Linked DNA regions of Sus scrofa: region 1 is linked to region 2. The links are chromatin contacts, called in public Hi-C maps. All regions are on one chromosome and are shown on one strand. Each heading gives the region's core, a stretch centred on a gene start, on an enhancer-like site or on the middle of the called end of the contact. The rest is flanking DNA. Distances are from core to core; before and after follow the strand shown.

Region 1 (3,568 bases), core at 224-2,723, 48 kb after region 2:
TGTCTTGGGAGCTCTGGGATGTGGGATCGATCCCTGGCTTGGCACAGTGAGTTAAGGATCTGGCATTGCTGTGAGCTGTGGTATAGGTCTCAGACTCAGCTCGGATCCCCGGCTGTTGTGGCTGTGGCTAGGCCAGCAGCTATAGATCCGATTCAACCCCTATCCTGGGAACCTCCCTATGCCATGAGCATGGCCCTAAAAAGACAAAAAATAAAGATTAAAAAAAATAATAAACTATTCTTTGAATAAGATTTTTTTTTTAAACTTTATTTTAGGGCCCAGGCCATGGGCAGAATCGGAGCTGCAGCTCCAGTCTACAGCCACAAGAGTGCAGGATCCAAACTGTATCTGCAGCCTACACCACAGCTTGTGACAATGTTGGATCCTTAACCTACTGAGCACGGCCAGGGATCAAACCTGCCTCCTCATGGATGCTAGTTGGTTCGTTCCTGCTGAACCACAAGAGGAACTCCTTTATTATTTATTTATTTATTCATTCATTTATGTCTTCTTTGCCATTTCTTGGGCCGCTCCCATGGCATATGGAGGTTCCCAGGCTAGGGGTCCAATCGGAGCTGTAGCTGCCGGCCTACACCAGAGCCACAGCAACGCGGGATTGGAGCTGCGTCTGCAACCTACACCACAGCTCATGGCAATGCCGGATCCTTAACCCACTGAGTGAGGCCAGGGATTGAACCCGCAACTTCATGGTTCCTAGTCGAATTCGTTAACCACTGTGCCATGACGGGAACTCCAGGAACTCCTTTAATACAATGATTTTATTTTATATTTTATTTTATTTTTTGTCTTTTGTTGTTGTTGTTGTTGCTATTTCTTGGGCCGCTCCCGCGGCATATGGAGGTTCCCAGGCTAGGGGTTGAATCAGAGCTGTAGCCACCGGCCTACGCCAGAGCCACAGCAACGTGGGATCTGAGCCGCGTCTGCAACCTACACCACAGCTCACGGCAACCCAGATCGTTAACCCACTGAGCAAGGGCAGGGACTGAACCCGCAACCTCATGGTTCCTAGTCGGATTCGACACGACGGGAACTCCAATACAATGATTTTAACTAATGTCCCTCACTTGCTACAGCCAAAGGTGGTGGAGGAGGCCAGCTAAAGCAACTGTGGAGGTCATTCAGGAGCCCCCAAAACACCAATATTGCCTGCACCAGGAGGGATTCCCCCTAAACTTCTGTGTTCTACAGCCTCTTCCCCAGAGACACAGACCTGTGGTGTTGCATTAGTGTTTGAGTGTCCAGCAACAGATATACTGAGAAGGAGATACAAATAGGAACCTTCTCAGACCCTGGCCCGAGGTGCTGGAAAACCACAAGCTGCATCTATGCTGGAGGAATGTGGAACAACCGTGATTTAAGAGTGTAGAGCTGGCAGGCAAACTGGCTCCTGCTGGACTGTGAATCATGAACCTGCAGGGCCAGACAAGCAGGGACTATCAATTGCTTCTGGAGCCGCAGCGCTTGTGGGCATGACTGCCATCTAGTGCCAGATGTCACCTTCTGCAGGTTGTTTACTGGCTGTTTCTGTGTGGAAGGACTTTTGAGGGCCAAATGGAGGTAGGAGGTCATGGTCTTTGCTTTCATGTCAGGAAGCACCTCAAAATCAGACTTCCAATATTATCTATAATTTAACTTCTTATACCTACAGCTCCAGAGCCAAATTAACTGGATGGGATAAAGCTGCAATCAATCCACAATGTTAAGTTTGTGGCTGGGAATTCCCATCGTGGCTCAGTGGTTAACGAACCTGACTAGTATCCATGGGGACGTGGGTTCAATTTCTGGCCTTGCTCAGAGGGTTAAGGATCTGGCGTTGCTGTGAGCTGTGGTGTAGGTCGCAGATGAGGCTTGGATCTAACATTGCTGTGGCTGTGGCATAGGCTGGCGGCTGCAGCTTCGATTCAACCCCTAGACAGGGAAACTCCATATGCCGGGATGCGGCCCTAAAAAGACAAAAGACCAAAAAAAAAAAAATGTGTCTCATTCCAATCCTCTAGGGTACTATGAGTTTCATAGATAGATAGATGATAGATAGACTGACTTTTTTTCTTTTTACGAGCACACATGCAGCGTATGGAAGTTCCCAGGGTGGGGGTGGAATCCAAGCTACAGCTGCTGGCATATGCCACAGACAGCAATGCCAGATCCAAGACACATCCATGACCTATGCTGCAGCTTGCGTCAATGCCAGATCCCTAACTGACCGGCCAGGGATCGAACATACATCCTCATGGACATCATGTTGTGTTCTTAACCTGCTGAGCCACAGGGGGAGCTCTGATAGAGTTCCTGCAATGGTCCCATTCATGATTTAGAGTTCTGGCAAGAACAGGTAGCATACTCCAAAGGGGTGACTGGGGAGAGCTTAATGAAAGGGCTACTCACAGAGGATGGGATGGGACCTAGGGCAACAATCAAGGACCAGGAAGCCCTCTAGAGTTAGCAACAGTAGGAAGCAGCTACCACCCACAGGCCAGATGGAGCAAAAGCAGGAGAGAACACTATTCTGTTCTGCAGGAGAGAGCCACTAGACAGGTGCTAAGGCCCCAGCTGCTGATTCTTGGTTGGGTTCCTGAGAAGCACTTCCTTAGAGGAGGATTCACGTGGAAGTGATTTATTAAGGAAGTAGGCCCAGAACAGAGGATAAGTGGAGGGCGAGAAGCAGGGCAGAGAGGGTCAGAAGGCCAGGTAAGGTGTGATTTCAGGCAGAGTCCCGTGGAGGGGAGCTTCTGCCTGACCCCCTCAGAGGACCTTGGGAGGGTAGGTTATGTCTTAGAAGATCTGCCTGGAGGCAAAGAGGCTTGGCATTGAGACTCTTGACCTGCCAGTCACTCGCCAGGTGGGCAAGGAGAGGAAGCAGGGGAGTAACCAGGTCCTGGACTTTCTGCATGTTCCATTAGGGTGAAGTGCTGACTCCAGAGCGCTGAGAGCACCACCGGAGCACAGCTGAAGGTGCTGGGTGTTAGAAGAGCACAGTAAAAATCAGTACAAGGGATCCAAATGGGCCCAGGTGAAGCAAGAACTTCTGCTTCTATTAGGGATGAAGCCAGTGAGATGTGGATGTGATAATTCAGTTGACTCTGTAGGAGGAAGACACTGAGCTGGAGCTGAGGGTTTATTCAGGTGAGAGGGTAATGTCTGAAAGATAACGGAGAGTCTCAGAACACAATCAGATCTGACATTCTCAACCAGTCCCATGGGAGCTCTGAAGCAGAGCGTCCACTGTAGAAACCATGCATCAGGCTGAAGGGGTCAGGCCTCGGACCCCTTGCCATGCCCAATTATTGTCTGGTAGCTGACCAGGAATGGCATGGATCCTGAAGGTGGCCCCACTGGAGGTTGTCAGCTAAAGGCACTCCTTGCAGCCGAATGGCAAATTCTTTTAGAAGGGAGATCTAGGAGTTCCCGTCGTGGCTCAGTGGTTAACGAATCCGACTAGGAACCATGAGGTTTGCGAGTTCAATCCCTGGCCTCACTCAGTGGGTTAAGGATCCGGCGTTACTGTGAGCTGTGGTGTAGGTTGCAGACACGGCTCGGATCCTGCGGT
Region 2 (3,433 bases), core at 81-2,580:
GACTAAAGCATTCAACAGACATCAAAAGCAAGAACCTTGGAGGTCAAGAAACACAGATCACCCCATTAAAAGGAGGTCAGACAGCACAAGCTCCCTGCGTCGAGAGGATTAGTGAGTGGTGGGTGGGGATGAGCTGCAAGGGAACAGAGACCAAGGGTCCCTCAAATCCTTCTGCCCGAGTTCAGCCCCTCCTGCCCAGGAACCCTTGATACCAGCCCCTCTTCATCTTGTCCACAGCGACCCCTGGATAGAGCCACTTCTCTTCTTCCTAAATGCTCCCTCACACCTACTGTGTCCCCTCCCTGCCAAAATTAAAGCTTAAGAACATATGGAGGGAGTTCCTGTTGTGGCTCAGTGGTTAACGAATCCGACTAGGAACCATGAGGTTGTGGGTTCAATCCCTGACCTTGCTCAGTGGGTTAAGGATCCAGCATTGCCATGAGCTGTGGTGTGGGTTGCAGATGCGGCTCAGATCCTGTGTTGCTGTGGCTCTGGCATAGGCCGGTGGCTACAGCTCCGATTAGACCCCTAGCCTGGGAACCTCCATATGCCGCCGGAGTGGCCCAGGCAATGGCAAAGAGCCAAAAAAAAAAAAAAAAAAAAAAAGAACATATGGAGTTCCCACTGTGGCTCAGCAGAAATGAATCTGTCTAGCATCCACGAGGACACAGGTTCGATCCCTGGCCTCGCTCAGTAGGTTAAGGATCTGGCATTGCCATGAGCTGAGGTGTAGGTTGCAGATGCAGCTTGGATCTGGCGTTGCTGTGGCTGTGGTATAGGCCGGCAGCAGTAGCTCCAATTCGACCCCTAGCCTGGGATTCCCTTATGTGCCTCGGGTGTGGCCCTAAAAAACAAAACAAACAAAAAAAAAACCCACAAAAAATAAAATCCAAAAAATTTAAGAACATAAATCCAGTGTCTGTCTGTCTCCCTGCCTGCTTCAAATCCCTCAGTGGCTCCCACGGCTCTTAGGACAGCTACCCAAATCCTCTGCGTGGCCTCTGAAGTCCTGCAGGACTCAGGCCGACTCAGGCCAAGCCACCCCCGCACCCCTGCCTCCCAGCCCACTGCTGGTGACTGGCCCTCACCATGTGTGCCTGTCCCCACCCCCTACCCCATGCTCCATTTCCAAACAGCTCAAGGCCTCTGCACATGATGACCTTCTGCTCAGACTACTCCCCCGCTCTGCCGCCCGCCTCCCTGAGTTCATGCTGACCCTCCTGCAGATCTCTATCTGCTCGGCCTTCCTTGGAGAAACCCTCTGGGCCCCCGCAGCCCGCCCCTCCAGGCCAGGGTTCCTGCCACTCCTTCCTGGGACACTGTGTCTTCTCCAGAAGAGAAACTGAAAGCTTCCAATGTGACAGGTACTCATGTGTTATCAATGCCAGTCTGGTTTGGAAGCAGAGGTTACACGTGTCTGATCTCCCCAGCACCTGGCACAGGGCCTGGCACGAGAAGAACATCGGACGTGCTGAGTGAGAGAATGGCCGATGCCCTGGGATGGGCACCCTCTCGAGTGCCCCGTGACTCCTCCCGGCTGGACCTGCTGGTGCCACCGGGGAGGGAAACCGAGGCTGCAGGAGCATCCAGGTTCACGAAGACCAAACAAGGTAAGGACAGCAGGTACCAGGGTGGGGCAGAGGGCAGGGACCAAAGGGAGGCCAGCTTTTCCTCCTAGGCCTGTCCCCCTGCTAATGGGCCCTAACATACGGGGCTGCTCTTCGCGTGGGGGAACTTTGGGCAATGAGGAGCCACCCTCTCACGTACAGAAATGCCGTCACTAGCGCCGGTGGTCAGGTAAATGTTGTCTGGGTCTGCAGGCACGCCGCCATCCCTCCTGGTGATGTAGGCAGCCACATCTTCACGGATGCAGTTGACGCCCTGGCTAGCGCTGTAGGAGCCTGTAAGACAGCAAGCAAGGCGGTGGCTAGAGGCGGGATGTCTGACCCCCTAGAGTCTGTGACATCCATATAGTTGCCTGGGGGTGGGAGGGTCGGGGAGGTCAGGCAGGTCTCAGGGGGGCCCAACCCCCACTATGCCAGACCCGAATTGTGGCAAGCTGCTTAACCGCCCACTGGGCTCCGTCCACCCATCCTCCCATCCATCCATCTACCCCCATTTTTTGCCCACACACCATCCATCCGGCCATCTGCTACCCATATCCATTCATCCACATCCACCTGCCCACCCATCTCTTCATCCAACCGGTATTTACTGAGAACCTACTTAGACATCAGGCATTATTCCCGGCCCTGGCTTCTAACCAGATAAATGGTGCCCTTATGCGTTATCCACCCTACTGGGATTTACATATCTTCTCTGACAGTATGTACCAATACAGCTGGGGTGGCCATGGTTTTTTTTTAATTTCCTTTTTTATTTTTATTTTTTGCTTTTTTTTTTTTAAGACCGCACCCGCGGCATATGGAGGTTCCCAGGCTAGGGGTTGAATTGAGGATACAGCTGCCGGCCTACACCACAGCCACAGCAACTCAGGATCCAAGCAATGTCTGTGACTTACACCACAGCTCCCGGCAACGCCAGATCCTTGACCCACTGAGCAAGGCCAGGGATGGAACCCGCGACCTCATGGTTCCTAGTTCAATTCGTTTCCACTGAGCCACGATGGGAATGCCTTCATTTATTTTTTTAATTGAAGTATAGTTGACTTACAATGGCACGGTAATGTCTGCTGTATAGCAACGTGATTCCGTTATCCATACACATCCACTCTTTGGGGGACTGCGATGCTTTTTTTTTTTTTTTGTCTTTTTTTTTTTTTTGCCATTTCTTGGGCCGCTCCTGTGGCATATGGAAGTTCCTAGGCTAGGGGTCAAATTGGAGCTGTAGCCACCGGCCTACGCCAGAGCCACAGCAACGTGGGATCCGAGACAAATCTGCAACCTACACCACAGCTCACAGCAACGCCAGATCCTTAACCCTCTGAGCAAGGCCAGGGATTGAACCCGCGACCTCATAGTTCCTAGTCGGATTCGTTAACCACTGCGCCACGACGGGAACTCTGGGGGACTGCTATGCTTTTATCACTGTTGCTCACACGTGGTTCCACTGAACATGAGAGAACGGTCAACTCCAAAAGGTGCTACCTGCCAGCTCAGGAGTCCAGAGCCCTCAGCAGCATCAACCCAGATTGCTGGGGCGGCTGGACACAAGCCCTCTGCCCCCATCCCATGTCAACAGTCTCCTCAGGCTGCCATTGAGGGTCAAAATCCAGATCACCATTTATAAGACAGTGGTTGAGGGTATTGACAGCAGAGGGGCAGGAAAACGCCTCCTGCAGTGGTGGGCACTGTTCAGGGTTGTAATCTGGGCAGGGGTCACACAAGTATGCATGCACATAGGTGTTGCACACTAACATTTGTGAATTTTACTATGTTAAAATGTTTAACATTTACTGTGTTGAAGCTTTTTA

Evidence for each region. Hi-C and Micro-C count contacts between places; a contact is called where the count stands out from the background.
Region 1: a contact with region 2 is called in a Hi-C map of liver, with 3 times the contacts expected there. The contact joins two enhancer-like sites. A contact is called at or near these places in 1 of 5 promoter capture datasets (liver), 15 of 47 Hi-C or Micro-C datasets (alveolar macrophages, brain, embryonic fibroblasts and 5 more) and 1 of 2 datasets of contacts at active chromatin or transcription factors (skeletal muscle).

What each region holds. Positions count from the first base shown.
Region 1 is chr6:37,697,033-37,700,600 of Sscrofa11.1, forward strand. No RefSeq gene overlaps it. Among named protein-coding and RNA genes, the nearest start is that of GPT2, 29 kb to the left of the region's middle. Within about 2 kb of position 1,474, at least 10 of the 83 cell types and tissues checked have an H3K27ac peak or open chromatin away from gene starts, as enhancers often do. A contact at or near this core is called in liver, where this site is marked.
Region 2 is chr6:37,649,346-37,652,778 of Sscrofa11.1, forward strand. It overlaps GPT2 (alanine aminotransferase 2), which reads right to left. Exons shown (of 12, transcript XM_003126995.4): 5 at 1,768-1,901. Among named protein-coding and RNA genes, the nearest start is that of GPT2, 19 kb to the right of the region's middle. Within about 2 kb of position 1,331, at least 7 of the 83 cell types and tissues checked have an H3K27ac peak or open chromatin away from gene starts, as enhancers often do. A contact at or near this core is called in liver, where this site is marked.